3 separate regions of the Zea mays genome follow, and regions 1 and 3 are each linked to region 2. The links are chromatin contacts, called in public Hi-C maps. All regions are on one chromosome and are shown on one strand. The core of a region is the stretch at or near the end of the contact, and the rest is flanking DNA. Distances in the headings are between cores, read along the strand shown.

The links. A called contact is a pair of places that touch in the nucleus more often than the background predicts.
Region 1: a contact with region 2 is called in a Hi-C map of ear, with 2.6 times the contacts expected there. The contact joins the promoter of LOC109944588 here to the promoter of LOC100382805 in region 2. A contact is called at or near these places in 8 of 25 Hi-C or Micro-C datasets (bundle sheath, ear, leaf and 3 more).
Region 3: a Hi-C map of ear shows a contact between it and region 2, with 1.6 times the contacts expected there. The contact joins the promoter of LOC100275651 here to the promoter of LOC100382805 in region 2. A contact is called at or near these places in 2 of 25 Hi-C or Micro-C datasets (ear and tassel).

The regions. Positions count from the first base shown.
Region 1 is chr2:192,786,492-192,790,666 of Zm-B73-REFERENCE-NAM-5.0, reverse strand. LOC109944588 (zinc-finger homeodomain protein 1) reads left to right here and starts at 1,352. Exons shown (of 2, transcript XM_023301678.2): 1 at 1,352-1,632; 2 at 1,730-3,047. The coding sequence starts at 1,829. The coding sequence ends at 2,689.
Region 2 is chr2:192,527,747-192,531,710 of Zm-B73-REFERENCE-NAM-5.0, reverse strand. LOC100382805 (Glucose-6-phosphate isomerase 1 chloroplastic) reads left to right here and starts at 1,438. Exons shown (of 14, transcript NM_001175506.1): 1 at 1,438-2,075; 2 at 3,090-3,203; 3 at 3,328-3,426; 4 at 3,507-3,590; 5 at 3,742-3,885; 6 at 3,963-3,964. The coding sequence starts at 1,545.
Region 3 is chr2:193,038,160-193,042,275 of Zm-B73-REFERENCE-NAM-5.0, reverse strand. LOC100275651 reads left to right here and starts at 1,733. Exons shown (of 1, transcript NM_001367826.1): 1 at 1,733-2,513. The coding sequence starts at 1,802. The coding sequence ends at 2,242.

The sequences.
Region 1 (4,175 bases), core at 103-2,602, 260 kb before region 2:
ACTAGTACCGCCGTACGTTTGTTTGGGGGCATGTAGATGGGTATGTATTGGTTGACCGTGGCAGACCAAAGGGGCCGCGGGGGCCGGCCTACCGGAAACCAACGCGTACGTACGTGACGGCCATGCATATGCTAACACGCCGGCGGCAGACCACCGCTACATACACAGAGGCACAGGCCCACCACGTACGGAAAAGATCGACGCGTCGGACTGGATCTCCGGCGGTGGTGCCGGCCGGACCGATCACGTACGCACGGACCCGAGCGCGGCGGACCGCTGTACGTACCCTCCCAAACTGGCACGGAAAGCAACCGGCCGGCGGCTCCACGCCGCTCCTGGACCACGCATGCACCACCAGCACCGCTCTCGGTAGGTCGACGGAGACCGGCGGCGGATCGATCCGGGAAAGGATTAGCAGCCTGTGGCGCTTAAGCTCTGACCCGCTTCTTATCACACAAGATAAGGCTCTCTAGCTAGGCCAAGACAAGGCCGGCCGTAATCCCACTCCGCCGCCGTCGTCGGCTTTCAAATTTCCTCCCTGCTACTTCTTTTTTTCTCCGCCGCGCACCCGTTATATCGCCAGAATTAACGTGTACTACGTACTTCTTCATAAGTGGCGCGCAGTGACGTTCGCGGCTTCATAAGTGGCGAGACATGCAGGGCCGAGCCGCCCGAGCGTGCAGGCCTTAACACGTGTGTTGAGGCCGCGAACCACCTGGCACAAGCCCGCGGGATTATTACGTAGAATGCTAGCTAAGCTAGCTACTACCCCGAGGCGGGGTGACGTGCTCCCGCATGGAACAAATAACGGACGCTGGATTGTTAGACGACGACGACGCCACGACGGCCGGAAGATTAGCTAGGGCCGGTTATTGATCCGAGCGGGTCCGCGTCACCCAGGGAGGACCAGATGGCCGAACATACACGCACTGCACGTAGTAGGGTGGGTCAGTCACGTGCGTGTGTAAGCTAGACTATATATGCTAGAGAGGTAGCCCATCTGTTGCCATTTCCGATGCCTTCACCATCCGACATTAATTCCGTCATTTGGACTCCATTATTCCAAATGACGGCTGTGTGTGTATAAGCTAGACTATATATGGCTGGACGGGCCAAATATACACGATTAGGCGACAGCGTTGTTTTGCAGGTCAAATTTGTACTTGATCAAGACACACCGTATGGATTTGGGCCTCAAGTGTCTTTGTTAAGACAGAGAAGTTGCCACACATAGATTCGACCATAAAGGCGAGAGAAAACAAAGACCGGGCCGGTGTCGCGATCGCATATTCTAAACCGCAATTTTAAAGGCGGTGGAGGCCTTGGAGTGGAGCCAGACGACCACTTGGAAAACAGCAGCCGGGAGGGAGAGAGACAAGCATGCACCAAAGGCACGAGCGCGACCGGCGGCGTCGGCTCGGCCCTGAGCTGCCGCTGGGTGACCATGGTGAATTCGATGAGGGAAGCGGTGAGAAAGCGAGCGCAGATACTGTTGTTAGCTACTAGTAGAGTGAAACCAGGGTTAGTAAGCAAGGCCAACGCCAAGGCAGCTACGGCCAACGGCAGCGGCTTGCATCCAGCCTTCATTCCTGCAGCAAAGCGGCGCGTCAAAACTGGCAGGCAGCCCAGACGGTGTCCACACTCTCTCCCCATAGTCCATGTCTCTTATCTCTTCATCCCCCTCTCTTAACCTTCCTAAGCCGCTCTTAACCTTCTTCGCCTGCCACAGCTCGAGAACACATCAACACACCACACACAGGTCAGGCACGCACAAGAAACACCTGCCACCGCCGGCGGCCGCCCGGTCGCTCGCTGCCGATCGACGGCCATGGACTTCGACGACCACGACGACAGTGACGAGGAGATGGCGCCGATGCCGATGCCGATGCCGATGCCGGTGAGCTCCAGCTACGACGCCCCGCCTCTGGCAGCTGGGTTCGGTGGCGGCGGCGTGGAGCCGCTCAGCGTTCGCGCCAAGGCCCCGGCGGGCGGCCTCGGCGGCGGCGGCGGCGGCGGCGGGAGGTACCGAGAGTGCCTCAAGAACCACGCGGTGGGCATCGGGGGCCACGCCGTGGACGGGTGCGGCGAGTTTATGCCCGCCGGCGAGGAGGGCACGCTCGGCGCGCTCCGCTGCGCCGCGTGCGGCTGCCACCGCAACTTCCACCGCAAGGAGCCCGCCGCGGGCTCGCTCGTCTCCCCCGCCGCGCTGGCCGCCTACGGCAGCGCCGCGCCGCACCACCACCACTTCTCCCCGTACTGCCGCACCCCGGCCGGGTACTTCCACCAGCAGCCGCTGCAGATGGCCCCGCCCGTGCCCGTGGGGCACACGCCGCGGCCGCTGGCGCTGCCGTCCACGTCCCACGGCTGGCGCGACGACGGCGACGGCGACGACGACTTTTCCGGGATGGCCGGGCCGCTGTCGTCGGCGGTGGGGCCGCTGGGCGGCATGTCCCTCGGCGGCACCACCGGGCCTTCCGGCTCGGGCGGGTCCGGCAAGAAGCGGTTCCGCACCAAGTTCAGCCAGGAGCAGAAGGACAGGATGCTGGCGTTCGCGGAGCGCGTGGGGTGGCGCGTCCAGAAGCACGACGAGGCCGCCGTGCAGCAGTTCTGCGACGAGGTCTGCGTCAAGCGCCACGTGCTCAAGGTGTGGATGCACAACAACAAGCACACCCTCGGCAAGAAGCCGTAGCGCGCTAGCACCATCACCTGACCTGACCTGACCCCCGGACGCGTGTGTACTCCCATCCCATCCGTACACGGAAGAGCCACGTACACGCTTGCATTTTGTTGATCGCAGATCGATCGGGGGTGGCCGGGGCCAGCCCCTCCGGCCGGTAGGTACACATGTGCATCTTCTTTGTCAGCATTCTTGTTTCGGCTCCGGCGCCTTCGTGGCGGCGTAGGTTAGTTGCAGTAACTCGTAGCGAGCTGCATATGCTCCATCGATCTTCTTGCCGGCGGTTCTTTCAGTTCTCATTTACCCGTACTTGTTGGTGTTGTTTATTAATTAATTAATTCGGCATGGCCATTTGCCGGTTTGCTTGGTTTCTTACTACTATTCTTCAACGGGAAATGTACGTGGCCTTGCGACGATGGGATGCGCTGCCGGCGAACAGAGTGTGTATCTGGGGATTGCGGCCGCATGGATTCTGTCATTCTGTGTGTTTATATGTCTCGTGCTCGTGCCCTGCCTTCTTATATTTTTTGTGGTTGGACCTGCGCGCCGGGATCAGCTCCGATGATGATCTTTTTTTTTCCTCTCTTGCTCATGTTTTGCTTCCTAGTTAGATGCTGCATGCTGCGCCTAAAGAAGATAGGAGTATATAGGTCACACTGTTCGTCCATTATCTATACTCCTCTTTGCATTGTACAGTATATTCTCTACAAAGTCGTTGCCACGCACGAGTCCTCCAGTGCTTCTTCTTGCTCAAGCCATGGAGGGGTGTGTGCGTGCGTGATCTTCTCGCGACTTGATTTACATTTCCTGATCACACTATGGAGGTGGGTGTAAGTTATTTTTACCATGCTGGATTGCTGGTCTGTAGTGGAGAGTAAACTATACTGCCCCTTGGTAAATTCTCCCCTCAATTTTTTTTACTTGATCCATGCATGCATGCATCATGTATGTACAGACGACTACAGATGCAATGTGTACTGTACACGCTTGTAATTTTGGCCTCTTCAGCTTGGGTCATCAATGCCCTTGAAACGCGTTTAATAACCCCGCGCGAGGGAGATCAGCTCCATCCGTGTGTCCCGTTTCGCGAGCTTGTCGTGGCACGAAAGCCGAACGCGACGGCATGCATGGAGCGCAGCTGCCTGCTAGCGCTTGCATGTCTATTAACAAATGTCTATTAACAAGTTAGCTTAATTTGTGATAAATTGACGTGGACAAAATAATCGTGGCCGGAGACGTTTCAATTTTGTGATAAATTGAGGTAGCATTTTAGATCGGTTTATTAACAAGTTAGCTTAATTTGAACGAGCTAGCATTTTATCAATAAATTAGAGCTTTCATTTAGATAAATAAATAAAGTGATGAACTATGTTGATTTGTTGTTAAATCGATGTGGTATATAAAACTATGAGTATTATTGCACTGTTTAGTTAAATGGATCTAAAATTAATTAGCAAATGATTATATATATATATATAGTTTTTTTTCCAGGACCTAA
Region 2 (3,964 bases), core at 189-2,688:
TAGCTAGGAGTGTGTGTTTTTTAATTTAATTTTAGTTAGGTGTGGGATGTACGTGGGAATGAGAATGGACTTTGCGGGAGGGGAGGAATGAGAATGGCAGGAATGGTGGCAGAATATGAGAATGGACTGTGCGGGGAGGGGGAATGCAGAACACGAAATGACAGCCTACCCCTTACTGTCTTAATAAGTAGTAAAGATAGAGAGAGCGATCCGAGTTTTTATAGTTTATTAAAAAATCACTCGGTAAATTATAAGTATTATAAGAGCATTTCCAAGATGAACTCCTATAATTGGGACATCAAAAGCTAAATTAGACTTGATTCAAGTTAATTTGGATCAATATTTTTTCTAACTCCAATAGCAACTCCTAAACTCATGTGGTAGTTAACTCCGTGAGATTAGACACACAGAAATAGGTCCTCTGACTGGAGTGCTATATTTAGTAACTGTGACTTCAGGTGCTATATCCATTTGATGGAAATTTATAAAATAGCAATTTTGTTGGAAGTTATTTTGAGATCTTAACTCCTATATTTAAATATAGGACCCGGCTTAATTGTAGATGCTCTAAGTCACTAAAAAAAGTTGCGACCATATTTGTTTATTTGTTGATTCTCTGACAATTTTTAATATCTCGCTTAAGATATAGAAAATAATTTTACATCAGTGGTACGGAACTATTTCTAAAGTATTCCTATATTTTTCTCATTTGCATCAGCATCAAGAATCATGCCATGCATATCCGCGGGTCAGCGTGGAAGTATTCGGGGCTGAGATGGAGTGCGTGAAGACTGAAAGTTGAGATGAAGAGAGCAGTAAACTCAAACCACGAGAATTCGACGGCGAGCAGAGCATTTCGGGTTTCCGCAACAGGAGAGGAGAAAACCACACGTTGTTTGCCGTATTCTTCCCCCTCCCATCCCAGCCGGTCAGTCCTACGGTCGCCGTCGACGAGCCCCAAAGCAGCAAATCTCCAGAAAAACAGGAAGCTCAATCAACTACGCAAGCATACACGAACGCGAGGCGCAAATATCTCCCAGCGAGTTCCTCGCTTTTTTGCTTCGTGCGGCCCTGTGCCCCGTACTTCACCTTCACGAAGACATCCCCGGCCCACTAGCGATCCGTGCAGGCGCTGCCATCCACCACCTCTCCCTCGGCGTCGCACTAGCGTCCCCAACTTCCCCTACGCCGTCGGTCGCACGTGCTGAGCGCCTGACATGGTGACACCCACGGAAACTGGTAGTTGCTCCCCCGTGGTGATACCGAGCCTGCCTCTGGCAAGTGGGGTGCCCCGTACCCCAGGCGGCTGACGGGTGGGGCACCCAGGTGACCCGACTGACATGGACCATCTCTTCCTCCTCCTCCGTCTTCCTCCCCTAACCCCAGATAAAGCCAAGCCCAGCGAGGCCACCAACTCCACCTCGTGGACTCCTTCCCCACAAAACTAAACCCTCGCTTCGGAGGCGCGTGAACCCAAGACCGACAGGCGAACGAAGCGAGGGTCCTCACAACCACCATCCCCTGCTGCAACGACGCCGCCGGCGATGGCGTCCATCTCCGGCGCGGCGGCGCCGCCATCTTCCGCCGTGTGCCGGCTTCGGCTGCGCCGGCACCTTCTGCTCCGGCCCTCCCACCTCCGCCTCCGCGCGCCCCACTCCATCGCCGACCTCTCCCGCTCCTCCAATTCCGCCCCGAGCCCGGCCCGCCCAGCGCTGGGCTCCGGCCCGGAGAACGGCAGCGGCGGCGTCCGCGCGGTGGAGAAGGACCCGATCAAGCTGTGGGAGCGCTACGTCGAGTGGCTCTACCAGCACAAGGAGCTCGGCATCTTCGTCGACGTCAGCCGGATGGGGTTCACGGAGGAGTTCCTGCGGCAGATGGAGCCGCGGATGCAGCAGGCCTTCGTCGACATGCGGGAGCTCGAGAAGGGCGCCATCGCCAACCCCGACGAGGGTCGCATGGTGGGCCACTACTGGCTCCGCGACCCGGCCCTCGCTCCCAACTCCTTCCTCCGGAACAAGATCGAGACCGCACTCGACAGAATCCTCGCCTTCTCTCAAGATGTCGTCTCTGGAAAGGTCGCTGCAACATTTTCCATTTATATTTGCCTACATACTTGAAGTTCCTTCTCCTGGAGATTTCGAATTGCATAGCATGCTTGATATGCCGTGCCACTCTACCATTTTTAGCTCCATCCAGTGTTATTAAAACTACGTTTAAACGATGTTTAAACTACGTTTAAACGTGAAAACTCTAATTAGAGATTGAAACCACGTTTTAGCGTTTTGGCGTTCTAAACTGTAAAACGCAGTGATTTATACATTTTAGACCATTAACTACTTTTGGGCTCAGTCTACTAGTTACTTTTGAGGTTCAATCCAGCTCATGGGTGAAGTTTTGGTAAGCCACTAACCTCTCTATTTTGGTATTTAACTTCACATTATTGTTTGAAATTATGATGTATTGGTATTTTTCCTGTGTTGTTTAAAACTACGTTTAAACAAAGTTTAAAGGTTTAAAAGTCAAAAATTCACCCATGAGCGTTCCAACGTTTTACCGTTTTAATAACCTTGGCTCCATCCATTAGAAAACTCGTTTTCGGGCTGATTTGGCGACTGGAAGGAGTGTCTAGTCTGTCAGGGAAACGGTGCCAATTAACAGTTATACATGTATATCATATATGCTTATGACTGAATCAAAGCACCTGGAGCAATTTTGGGGACCAGATTTTGAAAGAAGTTGATTGCAAGTGTCTCGTTTTATTTATATATGTTGTCCTCAGCCCCACGTTACAAAATGTTGGGATGTGCCATCACCAGAGAGCTTAGAGAAGACCTGTGTATAATCTTCCAACATTATACTGAACATTTGGAATTGTAGGAAACTAGAATCGGTTTGATTTTGTTGATGCATTGTATTGTTTAAGCCTTGCGGCCTTTTTATATAAGAGTACATCATTTGGGGGCAAGTACTCTTACAGGCACGATAGGTCATTGTGCAACAGATAGGTGCTATGTATCTTATTGAGGCTTTGGGTACATTTCCTTTTGTGTTGATGATGTCTTATAACACCGTACTTCGTGTAAATGCAGATTCTTTCCCCATCTGGTCGTTTCACTTCAATTCTCTCTATAGGAATCGGAGGGTCAGCTTTGGGCCCTCAATTTGTTGCTGAGGCACTTGCGCCTGATAACCCTCCACTGAAGGTATGCCCGCCCCTAAGTCAGAATCCGAGCAATGCATGAAAATTACATTTGTCTATCTTTTGTATTAAGATGTCCTGTCAGTTGCAAGATGTAAGCCTAAACTCTTGTTATGCTTGATTTCTAGATAAGATTTATTGACAACACCGATCCTGCTGGGATTGATCATCAAATTGCTCAACTAGGACCTGAACTGGCAACTACTCTTGTAATTGTCATTTCTAAGGTACATAAAGATCCCAAACTTTCTTATTTTGTCGATATTCTTCCAGCTGCACCATGAACTTATCGTTCAATTTTGCATAGAGCGGAGGCACACCTGAAACCCGCAATGGGCTACTGGAAGTACAGAAAGCCTTCAGAGATGCAGGTCTGCAATTCTCGAAACAGGTATTGACCTCAGGTTCATGTTTGTTTTGTATAGTTCTTTCTCAACTGGTCCATGGGCAATCAGTTTCTGTTACTTGATTCATGTATTGTTTCCACATCCTTGATATATGACTGCACAATTTGTTGTCTGAGAGCAAGATCTGCTATGCAGGGTGTTGCAATCACTCAAGAAAATTCTCTGTTGGATAACACTGCCAGAATAGAGGGATGGTTAGCTCGGTTTCCTATGTTTGACTGGGTTGGTGGTAGGACTTCAGAAATGTCAGCTGTTGGTTTACTTCCAGCTGCATTGCAGGTCAGGGCGTTCCCATTTTTCCTTTATGTTGATTTCATTCACACACTTTCAAGTTACACGTAAGGGGTTGTTTTCAGGG
Region 3 (4,116 bases), core at 484-2,983, 510 kb before region 2:
GTGGACCATTAGTAGACGAGATGTAGAAAAGAGGAATAGACTTGCGCGCTTTGCACGGGACGAACGAATAACCTTAGATGGGATAATACAACGAGAGCTCAAAGGGTCTAACAACAGCACAACTAGCAAGAAAAGCGGGTTGCTATTGCCGACTGTCCGTGCGGCCGGCCGGAATCTTCCAACCTGGGCACAACCCAGCCTGATGGCCACGATGGTCACCGGAAACGCTGTGTGGACTCCATGATCGATCATGAACGCGGCAGAGTAGCCTGACTCTTTATACTATTCTCTATTTCAAACTATGTTTTATAAACATTGTATAACAGTATTTTGTACGGTTATTTACATGGTCTGTTGTCCATGTCTTGCAAGTAACACGAGCAACTTCATCCGTCTGCAGCTTTGCTGGTAATGGGTAACAATCTGGCCCCATATATTTTCCGGTTCTATTTGAGTAGGTTAGATTTTACTGGATTTACCCTGTGGATCAAGTTCAGCGTCACCAAGCAGTGAAACTCAAACTCTGGTTTTTGGAAGGGTTTGGTTAGATCATTAGGTGGGAGGTCACTAGAGTTCTCTTGCATCGATCAAGTTGACCATCGTGCACGTAGGATTATATATAGCTTTTATTGGAAGAATCTGGTTACATAGGCTGGAAATCGCTGGATTTATCATATGGATCAAAGTCACAAGAATACACAACTGCTAATAGGCCGTCGTATGTAAACGCGTTTTTCATAACAACTTAAGGCTATCTCTAGCAGATCCTCTGTCTCATCCTCTATTTTAAATTTTACTCTCTAAACAGTGTGAATAGTGTCATGTACAGTTTTGTGTCTCCTATTCTACTCTATTTACCGGAAACAGTCTAACAGTAACAGTATCAATAAGGAACCGTGGACTTGTAAGCCAAATATAGCCGGTCAATCTCTGTAAGAGAGAGGTGATAGAGAGGCAGAGATGTATTTAATATGATGTTGTGATTTATGCCTCATTTTTATCCCTAGGTGTAGGTTGCCACCGTTTCGGAGGTGGTTCAGCAGTATTGTGAGCCGTTTAGAGATGGCCCGAATATAAAAAATCTGAGCGCGGAACATGGGGGCCTCATTGATTAGTTTCAACAAGCTAATCATCCCGTTTCAAAGGCACTATTCTGGGCAACGAACCTTAGCTGGAGATGAGATGTACAAGTGGCCGCGCCAACGACATTATCAACGGCTACTCAAGCCGCATTGAAGTTTTATTTCCCCCCTTCAAATTCATAAAAAAATAGCGGCACAATTTCCTTATTCTGAATGGCAGTATTGTATAGACAGAAACAATATATGTGGGTGCCAAATGAGACCGTATATGGAGCTGATAATATTTGATGGGGCCTATTTTTTTAAAAGAGAGAGAGAGAGAACATTATAAATGGGTGGACCGTTGCCGCATTTCCCAAAATCCAAAAATACGTACGCACGACAAGACATACAGTGAGCGCCAGCTCACAACCGACCATGTCCATTGGGCGAAAATGGAGATGTAGCCAAACCCCATCTTCAGATTTTTTTATCATACTCGAAACAGGCTCTGGGCAAAATGTGACATCGCCGTCACGGACCGATCCAACGGCGGCTGATCTTCGAGGAAAGTAGCAGCTAAACCCCTGGCAGGACTAGTAATTACGCGTCGTAACCTCGGCTTCGACCTCTTTATAAGACGCGGCCCTCTACTGTCCCGGCACCGGGCACACACCATCACAGTACACACACACACACGCACACGCTCATCAAGCTTCTCTCTCGCCTACTCGGCTGCAATGGCGCGCTTCCAGCTCGCGGCCCTGGCCATGGCAATGCTCTTCGCCGCCGCGGCGGCGCAGGCCCCGGCCGCCACCCCGACGCCGGCTCCCAAGGCGTCTCCTCCCCCGCCGGCGACGCCGCCTCCGACGCCCGCGACCCCGCCGCCCGCCCCGGCGCCGGTGTCGCCGCCCGCCCAGCCTCCGGCCACGCCTCCCCCGGCCCCGGCGCCCGCTCCCAAGGCCCCCGCCCCCGCGCCCGAGGCCCTTGCCCCGGCGCCCAAGGCCGAGGCCCCGACCCCCGAGATGAGCTCCCCGCCGATGCCCACGGAGGGCCCCGCCCCGACGCCCTCCGCCGAGGTGCCCCCTGCCCCCAGCGCCGCCGCCGCCGTCTCCCCCGCCGCCGCCAAGTGGTTCGCCGCCGCTGCCGCCGTGGCCGCCGCCGCCGCCGCCTTCTACTGAGAGAAGGGAGATCTGCACTGCCCCGTGCTGTAATTTATTTGTTATCCGTGTTGAGCCGTTGATTCCTTCTTTTTTTTTCTTTTCACCATTTTTTTTCTTCCATCCGAATATCCATATTCCATTCGGCATTCGATTCAGTAGGACTGGCGGCATCTGTTCGTTCGTGTTGCTACAGTGTAGGACCGTGGCTCGGACAGATTGGTTGGGCTGGCTCGGTGGTGTTGTGCTCCGTTCATCCATTTGTATAATACCCTGTTGATTCTCTTTCGCAGCTACTGCTTACTACATTTTAGCTCGGTGATCGTATCAGATCGGATCAGATCTTGGAGAGTGCTCGTACTACTGAGTAGTAGACTGAGAGTAGTGCAGTGTTACTGTGGTGTAGAGCTCACCGTTGTTGCGCGATCTTGAGCTTGGGCTGCACACATACACACACACGAACGAACGTCGATGCAGAGAGACCAGGCCAGGCCAGGATCCATGGGCATGATGAGCTCGTGCTTGTAGATCGAGCTAGGGGTATGTGGCTTGTTCGCTGCGGCTTTAATCCAACTGCGGCTGCGGCTTCTACAGTATTTTGTCTCTAGGGATTGCAGCCGCAACAGTATTTTGCAGCTGCAACAGTGCTCTCTCTGTGGCAGCCGAACAAGCTGATGGATCTGGGCCACAGACGCAACAGCTGTCTGTGCGCCCTGGATCTGGTCGCGTCCCGCAAGCTGCCAGAGCCCATTATTATTATACGCACACCTCCCGCCCTCCCTATCCGGCGCGGTAGAGTAGAGTAAGAGTAGAGTAGGGCTGGACCAGCTGGCGGCAAATAGAAAACGGGGGTGGGCTCCGGCTGGGGCGGTGGGGGAACGGTGGCCGCTGATGCCGATGGTGAGGTGTCGAGGGCGCAGTGGGCGGTGGGGCAGGGGAGCACGTGCCTGTGTCCGCGTCCGTGCCCACCTCATGCGATGCGCCCGCCTACACGCGCGGTCCGCTGCACCTGCCGGCTGCTGCCGGCCCGCGGTGGCCTTGCCTTGTTGCCGGTGCCGGACGCCGGGTGCTGTCGTTTTTGCCTGCTGCGCCCTGCGTGGTCTGCTTCCGTGCGCGGCGGCTGCAAAGGAGAAAGGACACGTCCTGACGTCCGCTGGGAGCGAGCGGTGGAACGACTAGCGAGTAGTATTGACCTTTGAGGGAAAGTACTAGGCGGTTTCGTGTGAATTTTAACGTGCTCGCAGTTCGTTTTTTTTTTGACTTTTTTTTTAAAAAAAAACATGTAGCTGCTGCCTGCTGCTACGTGTTTGTTTCTGGTGGAAAAAGGCAGGACCCCACCCATCCGACTCCGTCGTCCTCCGTTCCGCCACCTTTGATAAACCACGGCATTATGCGCTAGTTGAGACTTTGGAGCTGTAAAGAAGATAGTAGTAGTAGTAGCCACACCCACACACCGGCCTCCTCTACTCTTTGGCTCTTCTTTTATTTGTGGTTGTGGGGGGCAAACCAAAAGAGTGGCTTTGAGAGCTTGCCTTTTTATTTTCTGCATCTATTGTTCTACCCCGGCCGTGGCTGCTGTATGTATATGTCGTTCTGACGTGTGGACCATGTGCTCAAGGATGGGGTTACGCGTGTAGCGGTGTAGGTACGCGAGGATTTTAGCTCCGTACGTATAGCCAAAGTGCATTTGAACTGGACGTTATTTAGACATGTTTTTTTCTTTCTTTTGCAATACTAGCAACTACAATAGGCGGCCATGGAGTTCAATCCCATGGAGTTGGGTGGGTGGGTTATAGGGTGTTTGGTTTGAGGAATGAACTAGTCTATAATCTTCTCATTCCTCACTATTTTTGTTTGGTTTATGGAATGGAAGGAGTTGATTTATCACCACCTCA